Regions from separate parts of the Mus musculus genome. Here regions 1 and 3 are each linked to region 2. A link is a contact called in public promoter capture Hi-C data. All regions are on one chromosome and are shown on one strand. The core of a region is the stretch at or near the end of the contact, and the rest is flanking DNA. Distances in the headings are between cores, read along the strand shown. Region 1 holds the start of Rcbtb1 (regulator of chromosome condensation (RCC1) and BTB (POZ) domain containing protein 1). Region 2 holds the start of Esco2 (establishment of sister chromatid cohesion N-acetyltransferase 2). Region 3 holds the start of Cdadc1 (cytidine and dCMP deaminase domain containing 1).

What was found. Promoter capture Hi-C pulls out the DNA fragments that hold promoters and counts their contacts.
Region 1: a contact with region 2 is called in a promoter capture Hi-C map of pre-B cells. The contact joins the promoter of Rcbtb1 here to the promoter of Esco2 in region 2. A contact is called at or near these places in 1 of 39 promoter capture datasets (pre-B cells) and 1 of 484 Hi-C or Micro-C datasets (CD4 T cells).
Region 3: a contact with region 2 is called in a promoter capture Hi-C map of pre-B cells, with 3 times the contacts expected there. The contact joins the promoter of Cdadc1 here to the promoter of Esco2 in region 2. A contact is called at or near these places in 1 of 39 promoter capture datasets (pre-B cells) and 1 of 484 Hi-C or Micro-C datasets (CD4 T cells).

Annotation. Positions count from the first base shown.
Region 1 is chr14:59,199,422-59,202,683 of GRCm38.p6, reverse strand. Rcbtb1 (regulator of chromosome condensation (RCC1) and BTB (POZ) domain containing protein 1) reads right to left here and starts at 1,456. Exons shown (of 12, transcript NM_027764.2): 1 at 1,100-1,456.
Region 2 is chr14:65,832,534-65,835,857 of GRCm38.p6, reverse strand. It overlaps Esco2 (establishment of sister chromatid cohesion N-acetyltransferase 2), which reads left to right and starts at 1,889. Exons shown (of 11, transcript NM_028039.2): 1 at 1,889-2,056; 2 at 3,117-3,194. The coding sequence starts at 3,130.
Region 3 is chr14:59,596,229-59,599,373 of GRCm38.p6, reverse strand. Cdadc1 (cytidine and dCMP deaminase domain containing 1) reads left to right here and starts at 1,415. Exons shown (of 10, transcript NM_027986.3): 1 at 1,415-1,619; 2 at 2,415-2,512. The coding sequence starts at 1,538.

The DNA.
Region 1 (3,262 bases), core at 207-2,706, 6.6 Mb after region 2:
TAAGATGTTTTCTCTAGGTGTAAAATTACAGATTATGTACATTCTTCTTTATATTTATTTATATTTTCTAAATTTTTCTTCACTCTTAGCTTGTAAATGTTTTGCTTGTTATCAAGACAGGATTTCTCTGTGTAGCTCTGATGGTCCTGGAACTCGATCTGTAGACTTCTTATAAACCGTATATTGTGGCCTAGATATACTTGAAAACTTGAAATTTTTCGTCTATATTGTGAGCCAAATTACATAGTAGATTAATTAACTGACATGTTAGGAAATCTATTCTAGTTAAAGTCCAGCAGTTTTTATCACATCTCTGGATACATATAAGGTAATGTACTGTCTTAAAATTTTTTAACTATAGATCCTAGTTAAGAAAGAAAATGTATTTCAATGTCTTGTCAGGCCTGTAAACGCATGAAGGCCCAACCTTTGTTTCATATGCTTCCTTTTAAGTACCAAATGCAGAAAGAGCAATTCAATTGCATGACTCTCGGATAAAGACCCCAGACTTCTCACTTTCTGGTACACACAGGCACTCAGTTTAAAACCTTAGAACACAAAATTTAAGCTACGAGCTTCATAGCTTTGGTTTCCTGTATATGTTCTGAGATTCGTAGAACTTAACACTTCGGATCATAAGACTTAAAAATCACAGAAGAAACACTTCAAAGATTAACGCATCACTTCCTCTTCAATAGGCACAAAGAGGGGGAAAGGAAAAAAAAAAAAAAAAACCCGCCCCGAAGTACTGGTATTCACACAATGGAGTAAAACCCAGGCCACAGAAGAAGAGAACCTAAATCCTGTTGTGATTTAAATTGAAGTCAAAATTTAAAAGACACTCTAAACTCCCGTAAGGGTCCCGTAAGCATCATCTCATGCCTGCCAGCATTTCTTGCTTTTGATGCTACGCCCGCTACAGCGCACGCCAGTCTCAGAAACTCCGATTGTTTTGCCCACCACGAGCTTTAATCCTCGTAGCAGTAACGGGGCAGAGGCGAGGGAGACTATGAATGTTTCTAAAAGCAAGCTGTATTGTCTTATAAAACTGCAACCCTCGGCTTCGGCGCTCTGCAGCAGTCAGCCTCCCACCGCTAACCTGCGTGCTCCGGGTTCCTCCCCCGCAGGGCGGACAGCGCAGCTCCTCAGAGGCAGGCCGCGGGCAACGCCACGTACTCGGCTCGCCGCACACCTGGGGGAAGCGCCCGCAAGACGGAATCCGCGGGTGCCCGGTGCGGGGTGCGCGTCGCCGGGGAGTCGCGAACGCGCCTGGTGCGCACGGCCCTCGGGAGGGCGCGGACTCAGCAGCCAGCGGCCGAACAAGGCCCTGTCCGGCTCGCCTGCTCGCTCGCCCGCACCGCCGCCCTGCAGCGCTCTACCTGTCAGGCCGCCCGGCCAGGCCCTGACTCCGCTGCGCCGCCGCCGCCTTAGCCGTAGCCGGCTCCTCCCCCCCAAAACCGGGAGCGAGCACAAGCGCCCGGGCCGCCGGTCACGTGGGCGGGTCGCGTCACGTGACACCGGAGCGCCCCGCGCAGCGCGCGCCCTCTGTCTGCTCAGGTTCCCGCTCGGGTTTGGTTGTAGACCGGGCTGCTGGCGCAGCGCAGGGGCGCCGTAGTGGCTCCCGCGAGGACCGGAAGGCGAAGGCGTCCCAGGATGGCAGCAGAGCGTGGCCTTCCTCCCGCTCCGCCCATCCCAGGCCGCTGGTCTTCAGGACACGTGTCTCTGCCCGGTCCGAGGAAGGCCAGGACGCCTAGGTCAGGAGGGCAGAGGCAAGGCTGCTGAAAGCTCTCTCTCTGCCCAGAACTTTTCTTGTGTTAAGCGGGTACAACTGAGGTCCGGAAGGGAGCGGCCGCTTTGTGCTTTGTGCTTTGTGCGTCTATCAGAAGAAGCTTATCAGTTGTAAAGTCCCCTACCGCCCTAGGCTCTCCCATTTGGCACTAGAGACCAAAGTCTACACTTGGCACCCCAACATTCAAGCTATCTTGTTTAGACTCACCTTTCCCTTTTCAGGTCCCAGCGGTAAATACAAATCCCCTTTGTTTTCTGTTTACCACTAAGCAGATGCGGTCCAAAAACCTTTCTGTCAGCACATAGTAACTACAACGTGCTTCCCCCCTATAGAGAATTCTTGTTTCTCTTGAGTACTTTCGGTGGATTACATTTTTAAATATATATATATATACCTTAAATTGCTGTAGGCCTCTCAGGGTTTGTTCATTCTTTTGCCTTGATCTCAAATGTTCAGAATCACCATTTCCTTTCTCAAAGAAAAAACAGGAGGAAGAGGTTAAAAACAGATTTTACTTAGAAATTATTGCAATATAGAAATTGAGCCCTATTTTATACCCTAATGTTTCTTTCTGTTGTACTAGTCCCTGGGTAAAATCTGTTTTTACCAGTTTAATGACTCTGGCTCTGGTTTTTTTTTTTTTTTTCCTAACATTTCCCAAAATATTCATCGGTCTCTCATCTTTCAAAATTGAGGTCAGACACCATCTATTCTTCTTGCAGACTTAACATCTTCAGTTGTTGTAAAAGTTCATTGAGACAGCCTCAGCTACAACTACTCCTCTAGTTATAATACTACATACTCAAAACAGAAAATTCACAATGCAGGTAAATGTATTACTCTGCATCTAAGAGATTAAGTATCTATTGTTACCTGATCTCACATATTATGAACTCTTCATAACAGGGCTATATGGTCTTACTACAATAACTGAGAACTGACTAGACTCTCACTATCAGCCAATGGAAGAGCAACACCAAAAATATGGAAATTTGGTAGACTTGAGGGAGGATAGAAATGGAAAATTATGGGAACATAGGGAAGAAAGGAGTCCCTTACCACAGAGTCTTTCTGAAGCGTTTTGCAGCTGCAAATAGAGTACAATTAATGTTTGTGCTGAAGGTTGCCTACAGAGAGACAGTATTCCTTTTTTATGGAAATATTTTCTAGTAAGAAGGTTAGAATACCAATGAACTATAAGGTCTGAGTGTATCTGTCCTTAGAACACCACCTTACTTCTATCCCAGATGTTTTGTAGGATTCTTAAATGATAATCTTTCTGTGTGTCTCTGTCTGGTCTCTCTTTTGTCTCTCTCTGTCTCTCTGGTGAGACAGACTGTGTGTGTGTGTGTGTGTGTGTGTGTGTGTGTGTGTGTGTGAGAGAGAGAGAGAGAGAGAGAGAGAGAGAGAGAGGGAGAGACAGCACATGCAAATGTAGATGCATGCAGACTATGTGTGTGTGTGTGTGTGTGT
Region 2 (3,324 bases), core at 640-3,139:
TTAGTGCATTTAGAGACTTTCCCAGAACTATGGACTCTGATGGATTAGATCTTTGTTTTCATTTTGACAGGTCTATGTGCTGAGTTTTATAGCCTGAATGACACTTTCATCATGGAGTCAGTTCTGTTAAGGTCTGGGCCCTATTACAACAGGAGGCAGAGTTGTAGCAGAGTTTGAAGTAGTGAGGCCTCCGATTCAAAGACATCTTCCTCAACAAAACATACTGTTCTACCATTGCCTAGTAGAAACCTTATTCTACCTTGTAAAAGAGTAGCTGACTCACTCATGATTCCTGCAAATAGCCAATAATATGTTAGCCATTTGTCAATTCATTCCAGCCAGCTTTGTTCTATGAAGAAGGACATCCATCGCTTAGACTTATTTAGAACTAGACATTGAAAGAACCTAGTTGACACGCAAACTTTATATGCCCCAGTACAGGGGAACGCCAGGGCCAAAAAGGGGGAGTGGGTGGGTAGGGGAGTGGGGGTGGGTGGGTATGGGGGACTTTTGGTATAGCATTGGAAATGTAAATGAGCTAAATACCTAATAAAAAATGGAAAAAAAAAAAGAAAGAACCTAGTGGGGAAACCCCGACTCAGCTCCCAATTCAGCGTGCACCCAAGAATCACGAATAGAACACAACACCTTGATGTAACAACACGGGTATTTTAATGGCGGAGCTCCGGTATCTCACACAGGAGACAGTGGCTTGGAAGCTAGGGGTTTTTATAGAAAAGGAGTGGGACTGGGGGAGGAATTGGCGCAGTTTCACATGATTGGTCCATTTAAACATCAGCAGCCTGTTAACATTTAACTTAAGTCAGAGGGGTGGGAGATAGGGAGGCGATGGGCCTGCCCAGGCATGTCCTGGTCTGTTCTGCTATGTTCTCAGCCCCAGGTTTCAAAGCTCACAAACAACTCTTTGGGCTATTTGACATACATTACGTGACTCACAGGTCTCAAGTTTTATTTCCTTTCAACATTTGTCTGAGACTTCTAGACACTAATAACTCCTTAAAAGCCTGTGAGTGTTTTAAGAACATTTCTGCTTGCCAAAAGACACTTGATTGGAGTTGGAGTGCCACAGGCCTTCCCTGTAAATAGTGATTGTGTTCAGGCCTTCGTTTTCATTTTCTGTAAATGAGGAATGATAATACAAACTTCATAGGTTGTGTAAGGAGTACGTGAAATAAAACATGTAAAGGATCCAGCTCAAGAGATTGGGCTCAGCTATTAAGAACACAGACTACTCTTGCAGAGGACCTGAGGTCAATTCCTTGTATCCACATTTGGTGACCTATAACTGTCTAAACTTGATCCAGGGAATTCAACTCCTCTGACCTATGCTGGTATCTCCATTCACATACACATACTCACTTGCAGGCATGCACATAGTCAAAAAATAAATAAAATCTTTAAAAATATATAAAGTAACCAAATTTAGCAAACATTCACACCATAATTTGAATAATAAAATAGTAAAATGGAAACTGAAAATCTCACTTTTTTTTCTAAAACGCAAAACCAACAATAGGGCTTCAAATATGAAAAATAAGAGCCTCCAGTATCTTGGGGATGTCACTTTTCGTTAGCTGTTTGCACCAAACTGCCTCAGAATTTAACTTCCAATTCAGCTGAGCCATAAACTACAATTCCCAGAATGCACTGTTACGGGCGTCGGTCTGAAGCCTGAAGTTATTGCAGGATTTCAGGAGGTGTGCCTTCCTTCTTCCCCAACTCCTCCCCCCAACTCCCTCCCCCTGACCAGCTTTGCCTCTCAAGGGCGGGAGAATCTCGGAGACCTCCTCGCCGGAGGGCGGGGCAATGACTAGCGAGAAGCCAATCGCGGCGCAGGCTCTAGGAAGCGCCTGAGCAGTGACGAATCAGTACGCAGCAGCGTTGGTCTCAAGTAGCGCGCGTGAATTTGAACACACTGGCGGAGCGCCGGGTTCCTGTGAGCAAGGTCGTAAGCTTGCTGAGGTGCAGAGGGGTCATTTCGTGCGGTACCCCCGCAGGCGTGGACGCCGGTCCAGAAGGAGACTGAGGAACGAAGGTAACGTCAAGGGGCAAGGGCCTTGAACGTAGCCCGCTGCCTGCTCCTCCCGCGGGGCTCCCGCTCTGGGTGCCAGCGTCTCTCACGCAGGCAAGGAGAGGGCTTCCCTGTTGCCCCGTAGACGCTCGGGTTGGCTTAGAGGTCGCGCTTGTGGAGTTCTGTGGGACTGACATACCCTTTCCGAAGGAAGGGGAAAGGAAGGAAAGAACATTCTAGAATTATCTCCCTAAGGGACGCGGCTTGACTTTAGCAAGCTGCCTAGTGAGGTGAGGGAGCCCCGCCGGGACCCGTGGGGAGGACTTGTCCCACCCATATTACCTCGCTCAGACCTCCAGGAAGGGTGTGAGCAATCTCTGCCTTCCCTGAACGTGCAGGCTGTGAAGATGACTGGCTGGTCAGTCAGAAAGTGTGCTAAGTGGAATATGGAGGAGCCATGGAAGGAGGCTAGTGCCAAAGGCCTACCAGGAGTGCCAAAACTTGATGTGACTGGTTTAATTAAAGGGAAGTGTACCCCAATTAGGGTTCCACCCGGCCTCGTTAGTAGGATCACCTTTCATCACTCTCATCTACTGTAGCGCAGTATTTCCCCAACCCACCCTCCTTCCCTTTTATCACTGTTTACTTCTCTAATACATAGCTTACTGCTTTGCTTTTTTTTTTTTGAGACCCCCTGTACCCCAGGCTTGCCTCAAACTCAGGGTCCCTTTGCCTATGCCTCCCATTTTGCACCGTCACACCTGACTAGGTTTTGTTTGTCTTTCTGTGGTTGGTTCGTTGTTGTTTTTCTTAATCTGTTTCTTGGAACCAAGCCTGGTGACTTAGCTTGTGATTCCAGTTCTGGAAAGCTCAAGAGTTCAAGTTTATCCTTGGCGACAGAGTGAATGAGTTTGAATTTGAGGCTAAGCTCTGCTATGTGAAGCACTATCTCAAAAAGCAATGTTCCCTTGGGTATTTATTTGCAGTCACTTATTTAGAATCAAGATTTATAAACAATTTTGACATGGTGCGTTTTCTATCCTTTTGGTGACTTTATTATAACTGACATATTTGCTGCCTTTAGGAATTTAACTAAGATGATGGCAACTTGTACTCCAAGAAAGAGGAAGCGATATACACTGAATGCTGATAATGATGATAGGTAAGTCTTAACCTGTATGTATGAACTCTTTTAAATATGAAAAAATCCAGTCTTGCCAGTGTCTATTACAGAAAATTTATCATAGGGTATTTTAGTAGCTAATCGGGAAAAATACATGGAGAATATTTTT
Region 3 (3,145 bases), core at 166-2,665, 6.2 Mb after region 2:
CAACTGACCTTGCATATCCAGTCCTGAAGGTTGGATCTAGAACTCAACCCCTACACCTAACGTTCAGGATCATCTCAGAAAGGGGGGAGGGGGATGAAAAGACTGTAAGAGCCAGAGAGGATCAGGAAGCTGTCAGAACATTGTCTTCTAGTTGTTGCAGGAAAGCTCCACCTACAAAATTTCAACAACATGGCTGCCAAAACAAGACCCGAACAATGCCAACACCAGCTAACTTGCCAACATGGGTGAAATCTCCCAGGGGTCCCATATCTAGATGAAGGGTAAATAATAACAGAGGAGAAATTAGTCTTCCCCAAGAATAAGTCCCCTCAACTAGTTATCCAGTACCAAGTGATCAGTCCTAAAAGCATATACATACAAGCACATATATGTAGAGATATATGTGTGTATATATTATATACATATATAATACATGTATATAAACAATAGTGGTTAAAGAAAAACCATGAATTAATTTAAAAATGATCAGGGCCTCGGGGAGGGGGGAGATTTGTAATGATATTATATTTTAAATAAAAATAAAACTATTTTTACAATTTTTGTTCAAATATCCATCTCTGGAGTTAAGGGTTGTAGTGACCCACTCTGGATGTGGGTGTTGGGAACTGAACTCAGACCCACTGGAAGAGTAGGAAGTGTTCTTAACTGCTGGGCCATGTTTCTGACCTCTCCAGGCTTCATTTTACACTTTATATTTTTCACTGGGGGCTGAGGAGATGGTTCATTGTGTACATGCTTTAGATATAAGCTTGAGGAGTTCCTTCTGGATCCCTCAAACCCACATTAAAAAAAAAAAAAGGTCTGAGTAAAGCTGCACCAGCCTGTAGTCACAAGTGTGTAAAGTCTGAGACAGGAGGATGAAGCTCCAGTGTAGCCAACCAGTGAGCTCCAGATCCAAGCAGAGACCCATTCTCAAAACAAACATTTGGAGGGCCATATAGAGGAAGATACCCTCTGTACGGTAAGCGCGCACACGTACGCTCTATTTACAAATTCATTGGGACGGACAACTCAGATTTTTCAGGTTCCGCTGTCTACTTAACTCTTCGATCCTCCCAGTTCTCTTCTCATAGTTTGTGTGAGTTTGGATATGAAGCAGAACCAAATACCCTGGGATCCGCCCACATCTGACGGCTGGGTTCCGATGGCCCTGCTTCCCCCACCTCGCCCACTCCGGTTCTATGTTCGCCTCTCTCTGTTTAAGTCCTCCACCCTGGTCCCCTACTGTCCCGAACCAAGACAACTTCAAGCGTCCTTCTTTCTGCAAAAATCACTGAACACAGCCTGCTACACAGAGTAGCATAACTGATAGATAACCACCACCACCACCTCGGTGCGCCGGACTCTGACGTCACATTAAGCGCCGGAAGCGATGGGGGGGGCATACCGAGACGTCATCTTGCTGCGCAGAACAAGCGGTTGTTGACAGGCCGCAGAGGTGGCCGTAGGCGAGCTTCAAGGAACCTATCATGCCTGACCGGGCAAGCTGTCCTGGGCCGAGGCCTTTGGGCTGGGGATGAAAGAAACGGATCAGATGCAGAGTTTGGAGGGTTCCGGGGCCGAGAGGTCAGTCGGCACGCAGACGGGCAGCATGACGGGTGAGTGCGGTGGCCTTCTCTCCCGCCCTGCCCCTCTCCTGGCGCTCTGCACGCTTGCCCGAGTCTCCCTCCAGCTCCGCATCCTGCCTGTCCTGTGTCTCCGCACAGCCCAGCACCCTCCCTGCTCTATGTCTCCTTCCCGCCCTGCTAGCCTGCTACTCCCCCCCCCCCCCCCACACACACACATACTGCACCTCCCTGACACCCTGCCTGCCCTGTGACTCACAGCGACTCCTGTCTGCCCCGCCGTCCCTGGTCTCCTTGCCAGGCGCGCGTCCCGGACACTGTGCTGTCCAGGCTTCATAGGTCGCGTCCTGTCCTGCACTGGTGGGTGGTTGCACCTAGAGTCAGTATCCCGGAGCTGAAGAGCCTGAAATTGCGCTTTGGCAAATTCACCACCCGTGATACCTCCCTCAAGTTTTGCCTTATGGTTGAAGATCAATCATGTTCCAACCATTGCCCTTTTAGCAATGCCAGGTTCCAGAGGGGTAGGGGTGGGGACCTTGCTCCTCGGCTACATCAGAGAGGAGCCCTTATCCTATTGATTGATTGATTATTTCCAGAGCCTTTGTATCAGTTTTACTATTTTACCTGTGGGGTGAGCTGGAGAAAAAAAAAGCACCCAACTTTGGAAAGTGCCACCCGAGGTCACTGAAAGTGAGGTTGTGGCCACTCTTGCTAAGGAAGCTTTTATTCTCCTGCCTGCCAGACCATCTGCAGCTCACTCGTAGCTTTGAGCTTAGCTCCTCTGCCTTCACTAGTGAAATTCTGAAGTGCTTGCCTTCTCTTTTGTAGGTCAAATACCAAGGCTTTCTAAAGTGAACCTTTTCACCCTGCTCAGTCTCTGGATGGAGCTCTTCCCAGGAGTGGAAGCCCAAGGGCAAAAATCTCAGGTATACCTTATTTCCATAGAGAGTGTTTACCCTTGGAAAAGCAGTAGTCTAAGTCTGGTTTCATTGGCCAACTGTAGTCCTAACAGCCAAATGCAGCAAGAACCTAGGAATGGTGTCATGGCTTTTGTATGCTGTGCCTGTAACCACAGCGAACTAGCTCATATTTCCAGTCTGAAAAGTTATTTCTAGTGTGTGCCATGATTACCAGGTATTAAGGCTTTTCTTTTGGAGACATTTAGCGCCTTAAAAATGTGCATTGTAAAAGTCAGTTTGCTAGTAATACAAAATTTGGAAATCCTTTTAGCTTTATTGTCCATATTTTATCTCATCGTAATTCTGTTATATACATTTAACTTGAATCCCTTTTCAGTGCAAAAGTTTTTTTTCTCACCCTTGGTTTCTGGCATCCTCTCCTTCATCTGACAGATACCATGGAGGTTTTGTTTATTTAAGAGAAATAAGTTGGTTTTGTTTTAAATATTTTATTTGAAATCTTGTTTAGAAATCTGACCCATACCTGTTATCAGTTTAAGGCTTTAAAAATTAAAATCTAACTGGACATGGAAATAATTGCAAGAGGCATCAAAAGAAATCCTTGTTTTCTGAAAGCCGGCCAACTTGAAAAGAGGCTTG